2 separate regions of the Zea mays genome follow, and region 1 is linked to region 2. A link is a contact called in public Hi-C data. All regions are on one chromosome and are shown on one strand. Each heading gives the region's core, a stretch centred on a gene start, on an enhancer-like site or on the middle of the called end of the contact. The rest is flanking DNA. Distances are from core to core; before and after follow the strand shown.

Region 1 (6,663 bases), core at 1,695-4,194, 280 kb before region 2:
ATATTGTACAGCGTGGTCCGGAGCGCATGCGGCTGCTACATTTTGTCTTCGAGATTCGATTCAGCAACAGATTCGACAGCAAGACGTATTGGTACTGGGTGATCAGACATCGTTTGTCAAGGAAATCACGACAATCGTTTGTCGAGCTGGTTCAGGAATTGGTATGGCTGTTGGCCTTGTTTCTTCTAGTCTAGGTGCTGTCACTAGTGGCCAAGGCAATTTCAAAGTCTTAGTTTGGGATCCTGGTGGTTATGCATATCACAGCTTGGGGACAAGTTGTATTTTAAGCGGTGGAGAATGTCAACATATCAGACAGTAGCAATGAGCAGACAGCGAGAACAAGCCACGGGACACGAGAGTCCATCGTCCAAATGCTAAGGTTACTGAGCCAATATGGGCCAAGTAGTGGGTCAAGTATCTATGGATCGCTTGATGTTCTAGTAGTACTATATAAAAGACAAACACTTGTGTAATAGGGGCATGCACAATTTAGCTATCAAACATCAGACAAACTCGTCTTCCTCCCAGCTATTCCCTTCTCCAAGTCTCATTCTCCTCTGAGCTCTTCCTCTCCGATCCCCCTTTCCAGGTTTCCCAGGTGTTGCTAACATGTTGATGCTCCGGCAGCGGCAGCAGCAGCAGGAGGACGACAGCGACAGCACCGCAAGCAGAAGGCTGCTGGTAAGGGCCATCCATCAGCTGCAGAGCCTTGGAATAGCCTACCATTTCCAGCAAGAGATCAGATGCATCCTGCTGCCGTCCATGCAGCAGCAGCAGCCTCTTGACTTGCATTCAGCTGCGCTACTGTTCAGAATGCTCCGAGGGCTGGGCATTCCAGCATCCACAGACATGCTGATGAGTGCACTACTGAGAGAGGAAAGCGGCAAGCTAGCTGCTGACAGCGATGGACTGCTCGCTCTGTACCAAGCTTCATATCTTGCCTTCCCGGGAGAGACGGAGCTGGACCAGGCAAGGGCGTTCGCCGTCGCCAAGCTAGCAGGACGACGTGACGACGGCTCTGCTGACAGCTGCCCCAGCTCCACGCACTTGTCGCTGCCGTTACACTGGACAGCTCCGAGGCTGCAGGCCATGTGGTCGCTCAAGGACCAAGTAGAGCGCGGCCGCCCCGACCACCAGGACCAGGCCATCATCCTGCAGCTTGCTCAGCTGGACTTCAACCTGGTGCAGGCTCTCCACCGGCGAGAGCTGGCGGAGGTGACGAGGTGGTGGAAGGAGACCAGCCGCCTGGGCGAGCACGCCTTCGCGAGGGACCGCGTGGTGGAGTGCTTCTTCTGCGCCGCCTGCATCGCGCCGGAGCCGCGCCTGGCGGAGTGCAGGGAGGTGCTGGCCAAGGCCGGCGCCCTCATCGTCCACCTCGACGACATCTACGACGTGTACGGCACCCCGGACGAGCTCCGGGCCTTCACCGACGCCGTCGCCAGCTGGGAGCACTCTGCGACGAGGACGACGCACTCCCCGAGTACATGAAGGCAATGTACTCGGCCATCCGGACGACTTCGGCCGCCGCAGCAGATCGCGTGCTCGAGAAACATGGATACGACATGCTTCCACTCTACAAGAAGGCGGTAGGTAGTTGAGTTGAGGTCGATGTGGATCGATCCGTCGTGTTCGTGTGCTACAATGAAGTGAACTGAGTGAGACGCGTATATATGTGCATGCATGCAATCGCAGTGGCACGAGCTGTGCAGGGCGTTCCTGGTGGAGGCGCAGTGGCAGCAGCAGGGACAGTGGACACATGCCCAGCTTCGCCCAGTACGTCAGCAACGGCTGGGTGACGTCGACGGGGCCTCTCCTACTGCTCCATGCACTCCCTGCCGCAGCCGCCATTCCGCGTCCGCCCATTATTACCACCGCCGCCTGCACCGTCGACTACTACCCGAGGCTGGTGGAGCTGTCGTCGACCATCTTCCGCCTCTGCAACGACTGCGCGTCGCACGAGGCGGAGTCGGAGCGGGGGGACGCGCCGTCGTCCATCGCCTGCTGCATGGCGGAGCCCTGGTGCGCCGGCGGCGAGGAGCAAGCCCGCGCCGCCGTCCAGGGCGTCATCGCCGAGACCTGGAAGCTGCTTAACAGGGAGGTCTGCTGCTCGTGTGCGGAGCACGAAGAAAGCTTGACGACCATGGCCAATCTGTGCCTCAACCTCGCCAGGGTCATCCACTGCATCTACCAGGATGGGGACGGCATCACCACGCCGACTCATCGCATGAAGCGCATGGTTAAGGACCTGCTCTTCAATCCTATACTCTAACTATACATGGAGTATAGTCAAGAACATTTGGACATTTTTCAGTGAAATGAAAATTCGAATTTGTCCAAATCAGTAGGCAGACACCACCGCACACAAGTTTTATATATACGTATGATGCAGAAACGGTGCATCTTATTATCACAATGTGTCGAGAAACTGTAGGGTCCCACCGGTCAGTTAGATAGATGAGGCCCCAGCGTATGCAGATGATACCTGACTGGTTGGGGCGTGGGGGAAGGTGGCGGGTCCCATCTTGCAGCGAGGCACGTAGCAGCACCGCTGCCTGCCGCACAGGTTGGCAAGGGGCCGGCCTGGTGGATTGAATGAAGGGCGTTAATGTGCGTATTAAATGGGCTGGGCCGCCATCAATTTCTGAGCACCCCCATCCGTCACTTGCTACGTCCACCCGCCACGCATGTACCCCAGATTTCCTCCATGAGGAATATTGCAAAATCCAATTCAACTTATTGGTCAATACATATGTGTTGGATATTTTTAAACCAAACTTGAGTTAGTGTTTACGTGTACTTTGGACTTACTTTTACTAGCAGTAATTATATAATATGGTCACCTTTTTTTATTTTCGAAGGAAAGGGAAGGAGGCGGAGTCAAACAAAAGAAAGGTGCTATTTCTCCGGGTGTCCTAAACGATTTCGCGGTGCTCGTGCTTCGCTGCCCACTTTCTCCACTTCCTCCTCCTCGCGAGCTCAGCTCGCGCACCGCCGCAGACAGCGCCGCCGCCCTCTCCTCCTCCCCTTCCGCTTTGCCGCCACCCACTGCTGCCGGCCGCCGCAGGCACCCCATGGCCCCGACCGGGCGGCTCCTCGCGGTAGCCGCCCTCTCCTTCCTATGTGAGTGCCTACCTCCTCGTGATCTGCCCCCCTGCTTCTGATTCTTTCCATTTCCTGCTCCTATTTCCCTTGTTTTTTCCTCCCCAAATGCGAATTTCAGCAGCTACGCGGGGCCCTGGATTCTCGCTTCTTCTCGCTCCCGGTCCCGGATGATCCTCCGTTCCCTGCGCTGTGCTTTGTTGGCTTTGATCTGTCAGGCGCATTCATCTCCCACTGCCACTGCCTGGGCGCCAATTCTCCTTGCAGGCAAGAAAGCCCGCTGATTTGTGCTCTTCCCTTGCTAATGTGCAGGTCTGCAGGGGCCGTGGGGAGATTCAGGCAGCGCATTTGCTCAGAGCCAGCCGCCGCTTCACCGGACCGTTCGCGCAGAGGCAAATGACGGCGGCGGCCTCATGCCGGAGCTCCCGCCCAGCGGCCTCATGCCCATGCCGGAGCTCTCACCCAGCGGCTCTCCCACGCCATTTGTCCCCTTCCTGGCGCCCGCTCCGCTCGCGCCATTCTTTAACAACAGCACGCCAAAGCTCTCAGGTTGCACAACTCTCTCTCTCGCTAATCTACTTTTCCTTCCTTTTCGAGCTTGGTTACGGTTGGGGGGAGCTAAAAAGCTAGTGCGAACGTGCAATTCGTTTTACAACTAAACAAGATGCAGCTGTGGTCTGCCAACTGAAAGTGCCTGTCGATTTCCTTAATGCTTTGCAGGAAAATGCACGCTGAACTTTACCGCTGTCGACAAACTCATGACCACCACAGCTGTCGACTGCTTCACCTCGTTTGCTCCTTTCCTGGCCAATGTCATCTGCTGCCCGCAGCTTCAGGCAACACTGACCATCCTCATAGGGCAGTCTAGCAAGCAGACAGGGTCTCTCGCATTGGATCCCACGGTGGCCAACTACTGCCTGTCCGATGTCCAGGAGCTGTTGCTGAGCCAAGGCGCCAGCGACAACCTTCACAGCCTCTGCTCGGTTCACCTCTCTAATGTAACCGAGGGATCCTGCCCTGTTAGCACCGTCGATGCGTTTGAGAGCGCCGTTGATTCGTCCAAGCTTCTTGAAGCCTGTCGCAAGATTGACTCTGTTAATGAGTGCTGCAGCCAGACATGTCAGAATGCGATAAATGAAGCTGCCCAGAAAATCTCGTCCAAGGACGCAGGTTTGACGAGCTACACCGGGAGTCCCAAGACTGACAGCTGTAGGAATGTTGTTCTGAGATGGTTGTCAAGCAGGCTTGACCCACGGTCCGCGAAGGAAATGCTGAGGCAGATTTCCAACTGCAATGTCAATGGAGGTACTTCCAAACTATAATAACGAATGCAATTGTGATTTCCATGTCTTAAGTTGTTATCTTCTGTTTTGTTATAAATGAATACATATATATTCCCTGCTTCTGTTATAGTTCGCTTACAAAATTGACAATTCCATAGCTTAGTCCTTGGTTGGTACATCTGCAATAATTAAAACGGACCACACCTTCTAAGGGGGTGTTTGGTTTATAGGGACTAATTTTTAGTCCCTCCAATTTATACCATTTTAGGCCATAAATTGCTAAAAACGAAAACTAAAACTCTATCTTAGTTTCCGTATTTAGCAATTTAAAAAATAAAATATAATAAAATGGAGGGACTAAAAATTAGTCCCTAGAAACCAAACACGCCCTAAGATACTAGATGCTGCAGACCGTGTCCATGCAACCTTTTACTGACTCATCATGTTAACGGCCTCTTTACCAAGCAGGTTGATCTGCTTGCATTTCTGCAGTAGAAAACGATTCTTACATCCAAATATTGAGTTCATAAATTAGTTGAAGCCAGAGCACACTGCACAAGCACCAAAATGGTTAAACTTTAAGCATGGACTAGAGTGGAAGAGATCAAAATTTTCAGGTCTATAAAGGAATGGAAATGCTGCAGCCAGATAATTTAACTTTAAGAACATTATGCTTTTCTTTTTGGCTGAAGAGTACCATACTCTAAAGCAAGAGATTGAACAATCCATGTAAGGGTGTCTGAATTTGGAACTCTTTCATGCTATTTGAAATTGACGGCATTGAACTGAATAGTAGCCTAATGCAAGGTTTTCACTTCAAGTGTTCAGGTAGCAATATGCCACTAGGGTATTAGGTGCCATGGTACTGAAATATGTATGATTTGGATTAAGAGAACGGAAACTTTGGCATAGTTGTCTGAGGCAAAAGGATATCGATCATTTGAATAGCCATAATTATGTAGGTGCTGAATTTCAAAAGTTTATTGGACCTAGTAGAATACATGGATATATGTTTTAAATTCTTTAATAACAATTTAAAATACTTTACTACATTTTGAGTTCTATTCTACTTGTTCAGCGCTATTTTTTTTTATACTGAGCAACCTGTTCTTCCTCCATCCCCTCCAGTTTGTCCTCTAAGCTTTCCAGACACAAGTAAGGTGGCAAAAGAGTGTGGTGGAACAATGACGAACAGTACTGCATGTTGCAAGGCAATGTTAACTTATGTAGCCCATTTGCAAAAGCAAAGCTTCATAACAAACTTGCAAGCTTTAAATTGTGCCTCTTTCCTTGGGGCAAAGTTGCAAAAGATGAATGTCAGCATGAATGTCTATAGCTCTTGTCAAATAACATTAAAAGATTTTTCACTGCAAGGTAAGTTATTCAAGACTTATCAATTGATTACGCATAAGGGTCATATTTATCTTCTGGCTCTGCATTTTGTGGCAACTGAACTGATGAAGTATTTATTTACCTTTTCAACCGGTGTGTTTGAATGACTGGCCCCTACTGGATTTGCAAACAGTTGGATCTCAAGGTAAGCTATCATTTTCAAGTTTTTTATTAGTTTGTTGACTTTGTTCTAAATTCTAATGGCGCCTGCTGTAAATAATTTTTTGTATGGCGTGCGATGCTCTGGTTAGAAGGGCAGGCCAGGCAGGGGCGTAGGCCGCGTAGCTACGCTCAATTTTTGGGGTCGGCTGACCCTAATGACTTTAAAAAATGCAATGAAAATCATTGGTTAACACTGTGCATTAAGCTATTTGACCCTATCGGCCAAGCCTACTGACCCCGGCGCCCTTACATGCTAGCTTCGCCCCTGAGGCCAGGTGTAGCGGTGAGAGCTGTCTCAACGAGTCACCATGCCACGGGTCTGAAGCAGCCTCGCCGCATTTGCGGAGGAAGGCTTGCCTAGGTTTATCCCTTCCACAGACTCCACTCATTTGGGATCCTCCGGCACTTGGTTTGCCCATTATTATGCTGTGCCCTGGTTAAGCTGAAACTCAGTACTATAGTCCTTGCAAAATGCGATTGATTGTACATGTCTTGCCAGCCGCATTAGTGCTTGGAAACAATATATGCTAGATGTTGTCTGGTAAACTATACACTAATCAGAGTCAGGGGTCAATAAGTTGTACTTTTTGTTTAGTTTTCACAAGGGTTTACATTATGTTCTATCTTCAAAGTAGAAGTGCACAAACTGTTGGATGGATCTACCTTTTGAAACTGTTTTTTATATCCAAAACCCAACCTAGTAGGGTCTTGTTTGGAAATGGTGACT
Region 2 (7,457 bases), core at 1,161-3,660:
GCACATGCAATAGAAACTCACACGATCTGCCATATTTATCGGATCTATCATAAAAATAGGATCTGCATGCATGTGCCTGCGCGTATGGACGTGGTCTAGTGGATGTGCGTGGTTTTATGTTATCTCTATGAACTTTTTACGCTATTTGTGTGAACTATTTACGACATTTGTACAAAAAAACAGAACCAAAATTATGGAGTGTATTCCACGTAGGGGGTTGGGTGTTGGACCGGGGGTTTAGCTGATGCACGTATGTGGGGAGGTTTGACCTGGTGCATGGCAGGGACGCACCAGACCGCATGCACCTAGTTGTTGGGTGCGATCTAGGGGTGGATGGGGCTTCCTGTACCTATTAGAAGCATAGGGCTCACAATATCCCCTCACTATATATATTAAGTCATTCTAATCAACATTAAATCATTCCAGAAAATATTAAATCATTTTTCAGAAAACATTAAGTTAGTTATTGTTTTCAGTCATTTTTGTGGGTTTTCTCGGATATTTCTTATGTTATTGGTTCAATTATTACAGAAAATATTAAGTCATTATAGTGTCCAGACAATATTTAAGTCATTTTATGTAGGTTTAAGTCATTCCAAAGTCTAGGTAACATAAATATTAAATCATTTTTTAGAAAACATTAAGTTATTATTGTTTTCAGCCATTTTTTCTGGGTTTCCCCATACATTTCTTATGTCATTGGTTCAGTCATTCCAGAAAATATTAAGTCATTTCAGAAAATATTAAGTCATTCTAGCATCCAGACAACATTTAAGTTCTAGGTAATTTTAGGTCATTCCAAAGTATAAGTGACATAAATATTAAGTCATTTTTCAGAAAGCATTAAGTTATTATTGTTTCAACCATTTTTTCCTTGGTTTTCTCATACATTTATTATGTTATTGGTTCAGTCATTCCAGAAAATATCAAGTTATTCTAGCGTACAAACAACATTTAAGTCATTCTATATAGCTTTAAGTCATCCCCATGTCTAAGTAACGTTTAAGTCATTTTAGGCTACATTAAATCATTTAAACATTAAGTCAATTTAGGTGAGATGGCTCGGCACGACTCTTGGGTGCGGGGGCGACTCGGTCGACCGGCTAGGCAGGCACGGGGGCGGCTCTGTCGGTCGGTTGGGCAAGCTGGCTCGGTCCGCTTTGTTGGGCAGGCACGAGGGAGCCACGTGTCGGACGGAGCCACGTAGGGGGGCGCGCGTCAAGCCGTCAATCTTTAACCTGCTTCTATGAGTCGATCTTTAACCTGCTTCTATGAGAATCACGGGGGAGCCATCACCAGAAGCTATTGCGAACTGCCAAACGCCTAGCTTTTAATCTGTTTCTATGAGAACCACTTTAGTGAAATCATCCAAAATCAACGTGAACATACAATTGGTCGAACCGTCGCAGTAGGAAGAATCCGTCACTTCCTAGATCCTAAACCCTATAGACCTGTGCATCTTTCTCCGCACGTAATATTTACGATACTTAGATTCTTCTCACAGAGTACAGCCGGATTCTCAGAAAAAATTGTCAGAAAAAACCAAAACAAACAGTCCCTTGGTGTCATGAACCGACGACAATCTGCTTCGGATGCACAGATCTTTGAGGTAGTAAGTTTAGGGGGAAACTCATAGCCTTAATTTTATGATGTTCCTTAGTTTGATGGTCTGTGTATATGATGTTCCTTAGTTTGATGGTCTGTGTATGAAGTGGTGCTAAAGACATGAAGCTGAATCACGATTGAATTGTTTGCTGTTCACGATTGAATATGGATATATATATAGCAACATTCCAGTCTCGCTGGGATCTAAAAAAAATGCATCCATCCATTATTTTGCTGTACATTTATGCCAAAGCAAACAGAGAGTAAGAAGAGTCTCGGTAACATTTCAACGACACACAAACTTCATCTCCTGCGCAGGAGATGCATCAGCGGGCACAGAATCTGCATCTGGTTGAAACCATCCGAACCCTGCTTGAGATACAATAAAACAGATCTTGATGCACTGGATCTTTGATAATGGGTTCAAAACGAAAGGTTGATTTCACGTACCTCGATGACAAAGCGAGCACAAAACTTGTCGGAACGATACTCCAGCACTCCTTTCAGTATGCTCACCTTAAGACCCTTCAGCACGTGTGCCATCTCAAGAAAGACTTCATAGTCCTCGCACAACATCTGGATGAGGATGAAGCAAGCAAATAACGAATCACGAAACGACCTTGAATCATGCAGCTACAAAACGGATGCATGCAGCAGTGATTTTAAAGCGTAATGCGAGACAAGGCGTTGGACCGCCGCCTGGACGTCTAGACGGCGCCTACGTGAGCAAGGCACCTAGGATTTCTAGGCGTTGGCTCACCGCCTGGACGTCTAGACGACGCCTTAAAAACAATGGCATGCAGCATGCCAGTTCCATTACTTACCTCGATGAGAAGATGGCCAGGCTGGTTAAGCTCTTCCACTCTTAGTGGGCACCTTTCAAGTTGCTTCTTTGTCTCATCGTGGGATTCCTTGTCTTCCAATGTATTCTGAATCTGTCTCAGCGTCACGGCAAAGCAGAAATAAGGCATGGGACACCTCCGCTTACCAGCAGAAGATTGAATAGTTAATTGTAATAAAACCTCATAAAAGGCTAAACATATTCATTTATTTCTGTTACATAATCCTAGCCAGGTTTCTATAGGCAGTAAAGTAGATAAATGTTGAATTTGAAAAAGTAAGATAGCCGTACAACCAATGTTGTATGAAGATAAAGCTGGTGAGGTCTGCACAAATATCACATGGATTTTCTGACTCGTCTATCAAATACTGCTTTCTTAACTGTTATAATTAAATCCAAAAAAAGCTTACCTTCTCAGCTTTCTCGGATACACTTTGCAGGAACAGCATGTATGCTATGGTTTTGTCCAGTAGAGCATCAATGCTGCACTGTTTATCAAACAAGATGTAATCAACACTTGCCCCTTGATTTTTGCCAAACAAACATAACTTTAAGGAGGCTCCAAACAAAAAATGTTAGGAACTGAACCTTTGATGCATTTGGAATAAGCTCCCTCAACCCCTTCATCCTATCTTGAATTAATTGCCTGTCCCTTGGTCTTGGTCTCTGGAGCTCAACTTTTCTGCATCTTCTTTTGATTTCAGCTGAATTTATCCTGTGCGTATTTTCAACTAAGCATTCTTCAGGTATGGTCTTGTTGATTTCCACACGTCCATCAGTCATTGCACAACTTATAAACCCTTCATTTATGGATATAGGTGAAAGGTCTTGACGACCTGGGATATCAGAAATTGGCGATTCATCGACCCTCAATGAATGATCTTTTTTAACTTGTGTTTTGCATGAAATTGGAGACTCAGCTGAGGGAGCAGATTCAATGTTTGATGTATGACCAGTCTGGTAGATTATTGTGTCTAGTAACAATTCCGCATAATTGTTGGTTTCAAGCTGCACATAAAGATCAGCACTGTTGTCATTCAGTTGAGGGAGAGCAGGGCTTGTAGGTTCTTGTTTCAGCCTACAACGCCACGTGAAGAGCTCATGTTCTTCCCTGGACATTACCATGACATCTCCGTGAAACTCTGAATGAATTGAAGTATTCGAAAGCATTGCACCATCATTTACAACAATAGTGCTGCCATGAGTATTCTCTTGGTTCCAATGTGCCATATCTGTCAGAGAAAAGCCTTCAAAATATTCATGCCCAATGGTGCCATTATCGCCCAACAGTCCATTAGGCCAACCTGTTGGAATAGTTCTGTAAGAACCTATAGTGATGTCTTCTAGTATTGGAATTTCCGATGTACTGAAGGGATGTGTTAAACTGTGGTGATCAGCATTCACGATCTGAGCAGAACTATATATCAAGTTAACATCTGGATGATTGATTGATAGGGTTGCAGTTGGTAGACTCAAATTATTTGAGTAGGCAGACCCAGTGGATAAAGAAGCATGAGAAACCGAAGCATCACAAATCTTATGAAACATGTCCTTTATGAGTGCCACCAACACTGCACTTTCGAAAACCTGAAGGGAATTTGAAAAAAAAAACATTATTATGAAGTAAACATAACAATTATGCAGCAATGCAATGATTCAGGCTCTCTAAAGTTATGCTATTCCACATTTGATGGGAGCAGGACAATGTAATGAGACAACACGTTGGCTAGCAAAAACTAATCATGTCAAAAAAAACATTAATCAAGTTGAGCATACCGTATCTAAAGAGCCCAGCTGAAGAACCCCGTGAGGAACCACTGGTACAAGCAGAACCGTCTACAGGTAAGAAACAATGACCATCAGCTTAGTCAAGCAGGATGTTTGCCTTGCATCTGTTTAATACAGGAAATAATCTTTTTGACTGAAAACAGTCGGGGAAGCCTTTACAACAACAACAACATAGCATTTTGTCCCAAGCAAGTTGGGCTAGGCCAAAGATGAAACCCACAAGAAACAAGGATAGGAAAAAACACCGAAAGGGTAAAAGACAGACAGTATAGTTAAAGGTAAACAGAAAGAGACAAAGATCTTGGTTTAGGCACGTTGATTGCTAGTTTCCAAGCGCACCTATCCTTAGCTAATTCCTTAAAGATATTCCGCTCCTTAAGATGTCTCAGTGTCTCGTCCCAAGTAATTTTAGGTCGACCTCTACCTTTTTTACATTATCAACCTGTTCTAAAACCCCTCTATGCACCGGCTCGAGAGGTCTCCTTTGGGCATGTCCAAACCATCTCAGACGATGTTGAATCAATTTTCCCTCAATTGGTGCCACCCCGACCCTATCCTGATGTAATACCCAACTTTTGGGATATAAAAGAAGGATGAACCTTTATGTGTATTGTTTTTTTATTCATGAGAATTATTAGGGAACATATTTAAAGTGAATAATTCTCTAATAAAACATGCATCATGTTGGAGTTTGTTTGTTGTGCATTTAATAATAATAATAATAATAATAATAATAATAACAAAAATATAAAAATATTGAAATTTGGATTAACACCTAATTGAAATTAGGATTTAAAAATGGAAATGGCATAGAAAGAAAAGAGAGGAAAAAGGGGCAATAATATACAACATGAAGGAGAATTCATATATAAATAAAGATATCATTTCCCTTGGTAGTTGATGTAGACATTTCATCTAAGTGAAAGATTCACAATAAAATTTGAATTCAAATTTGAAAGTTAAAAATAAAAAGAAAAGAAATCAAGAGGAAAAAAAGGAAGAACGAAAAGAAAAGGAACAAAACTACACCTGGGCCGTTTTTTCCCCACTCCCCCTCACGGCCCAGCTTCAACACTTTCCCCGCCGGCCCTTTTCCCCTATGTGTGGCCCGACTGGGACTTATTCACACGCTGACTTGCGGGCCCGTGTTGCCAGGTTCACGACAAGTCACTGACGCGTGGGACCACTCGATCAGCCTTATCTTCTCACCCATGGCCGAACCACCTGCGGATTTGTGGCCGCCCTGCGCATATGTCGCGCCCACGAATCTCGCCATCTGACCCGATCGTAGCATCGCGCGGGGTTGTTAAATCATGTGGCCTGGTTCTTCCGGGGATATATATGTGCAAGCCGGGAGGGCCTGGCTCTACCTGGGCAAAACGCCATTACCAACGCATAGGCGGTAAGGGAGTAGTGGCCGCCGCCATCGGGTGCTTACACGACCGCTTGCAGTCCGGGTGGAGGTTTGGGAGCTTCGCGAGCGCGATAGGAAAGCATATCAACCCTCGATTTGGCACGGAACGTCGTGGTCTGGTGGAGATTCTTCACCGGAATTGGGTGGCAGCGCGGAGCTTTCCCACCCCGTGGACCAGTTTGGGCACCCCCGCAACCCCGGTAAGACGCCATACCCTAGTTTGTTATAAACTTCGCGTCGCGTTACTTGTGGTGGCGGTACAGTTGGGGCGCTGGGTCAGGGAGCCGCGTGCTCGCCGGCGTGGTCGCTCGACGGTTGCGCGTCGCTGCCGTGTCGGCGTCCGAAGGTGGGAGATGGGTGTGGGTCGTTCGATCTAAATAGACGGATGTGATTAAGTCGAGTACTTCCGATTCGGGCCATTGGATCTTGGCCGTAGATCGGCCAATGTGCGATCAAGGTTAGATCAAGCGTACCCCCTCGGGTGATTGAATCGGAGCCGTAGGATCTTGATCGGGCGACGCATATAAACCCGTACCCCTTCGCGAATACAAATTTTCATATGAACCCCTGAACTTTATAGGAATCAACCCGCAGTCCGGGTTAGGGTTAAAACCATTGCAGAATGGCCCTGATTTTTATAAAATGACCCTGAGCTTTAGTATAATAGTGCGCCCAGTCCAGTGACCGAGGAAAATTGGGAAAAATAATATAGAAATTACCTTTCTTGTACTAAAATAATTCCAGAATCATAATTCATAGAAAATTCATCTTGAATCCTTTTTAATCCATTCCAGTTGCAATAATTTTGTATTAATATTGTCTATCACCTGGTAACTCTGTTTAGTCATGAAACATAGATCAAATTTATTCATTTGGTTTAATATATAGCAATCACTTAATAATTTCAGAAAATCATAACTCGATAATCGTAACTCCGAATTTAGTGATTCTTGTTCTTACGATCTCATTACGCCACGTAGAATATTATCATGCATTCTGCTCTGCTGTTTGGTGTGATGTTAATTTCTCCTATACCGTGTTTGTTTGTATTGTTGTGAGTAGACGAGCAAGTGACCGAGGACCCAGGTGTTCAACAGGAGGAAATTGCTGGGCAGGAGCTCGTTGAAGGCAAGTTGTGCCCTTGATCACTTCTATTTACCCAATAATGTTCCTATTAATCATTATGATCTGCATAGATTAATTTTGATGGGACCCAATAGGTCACCCCGGTTTGGTTATCTTTATACCTTGTTTACCACTGAACTTTTGGGTAGTACCTGCTATTGCTTTACGTGGTTTTGAGTATTGAGATACACATTATTCATGATCATGTTTTTATTATCAATTTGTTATTTACTGTTCATGGTAAGATCATTATGTTAATTGGAACATGGAGAACCACCCGGGAAAACAGTGCTACCACAAGGGTGGTATGGGACGCTCTTGGCTAACTAATTAGGAAAGCTAGTGGATGACTACCTTACCCGAAAGGGGCAAGGGCAGTAGGGGAGTGGTTGGTGTAGGGAGGTTCTCGAGTTGATTTTGCTGCGATGGCGGTCAGACGGGGGATCCCTGCATTGCCTTCCTAGAAACTGTTGCGGGTTTTCTGAAGCTAGTGAAACTTTGTAAAGAGCTCGTAGTGTTACCCTGCCTCGCTTCCTTGGTAGAGGTGTATGGGATTCATGACCCCTTGGCAGATGGGTAACATGACTTGTGGTAAAGATGCGCAGCCTCTGCAGAGTGTAAAACTAATATATCAGTCGTGCCCACGGTCATGAGCAACTCGGACCCTCACATGAGTAACTTATG

Evidence for each region. A called contact is a pair of places that touch in the nucleus more often than the background predicts.
Region 1: a contact with region 2 is called in a Hi-C map of root tip, with 2.3 times the contacts expected there. The contact joins the promoter of LOC100276335 here to the enhancer-like site in region 2. A contact is called at or near these places in 2 of 25 Hi-C or Micro-C datasets (root tip and tassel).

Annotation. Positions count from the first base shown.
Region 1 is chr7:841,471-848,133 of Zm-B73-REFERENCE-NAM-5.0, reverse strand. It overlaps LOC100276335, which reads left to right and starts at 2,944. Exons shown (of 8, transcript NM_001365963.1): 1 at 2,944-3,120; 2 at 3,412-3,648; 3 at 3,820-4,404; 4 at 5,511-5,756; 5 at 5,908-5,919. The coding sequence starts at 3,072.
Region 2 is chr7:562,649-570,105 of Zm-B73-REFERENCE-NAM-5.0, reverse strand. LOC103631852 (transcription factor EMB1444) reads right to left here. Exons shown (of 12, transcript XM_035960782.1): 7 at 4,223-4,282; 8 at 3,035-4,033; 9 at 2,857-2,934; 10 at 2,430-2,540; 11 at 2,056-2,181; 12 at 1,727-1,974. The coding sequence ends at 1,909. Among protein-coding and RNA genes, the nearest start is that of LOC103631852, 8.9 kb to the right of the region's middle. Within about 2 kb of position 2,410, at least 1 of the 20 cell types and tissues checked has an H3K27ac peak or open chromatin away from gene starts, as enhancers often do. A contact at or near this core is called in root tip, where this site is marked.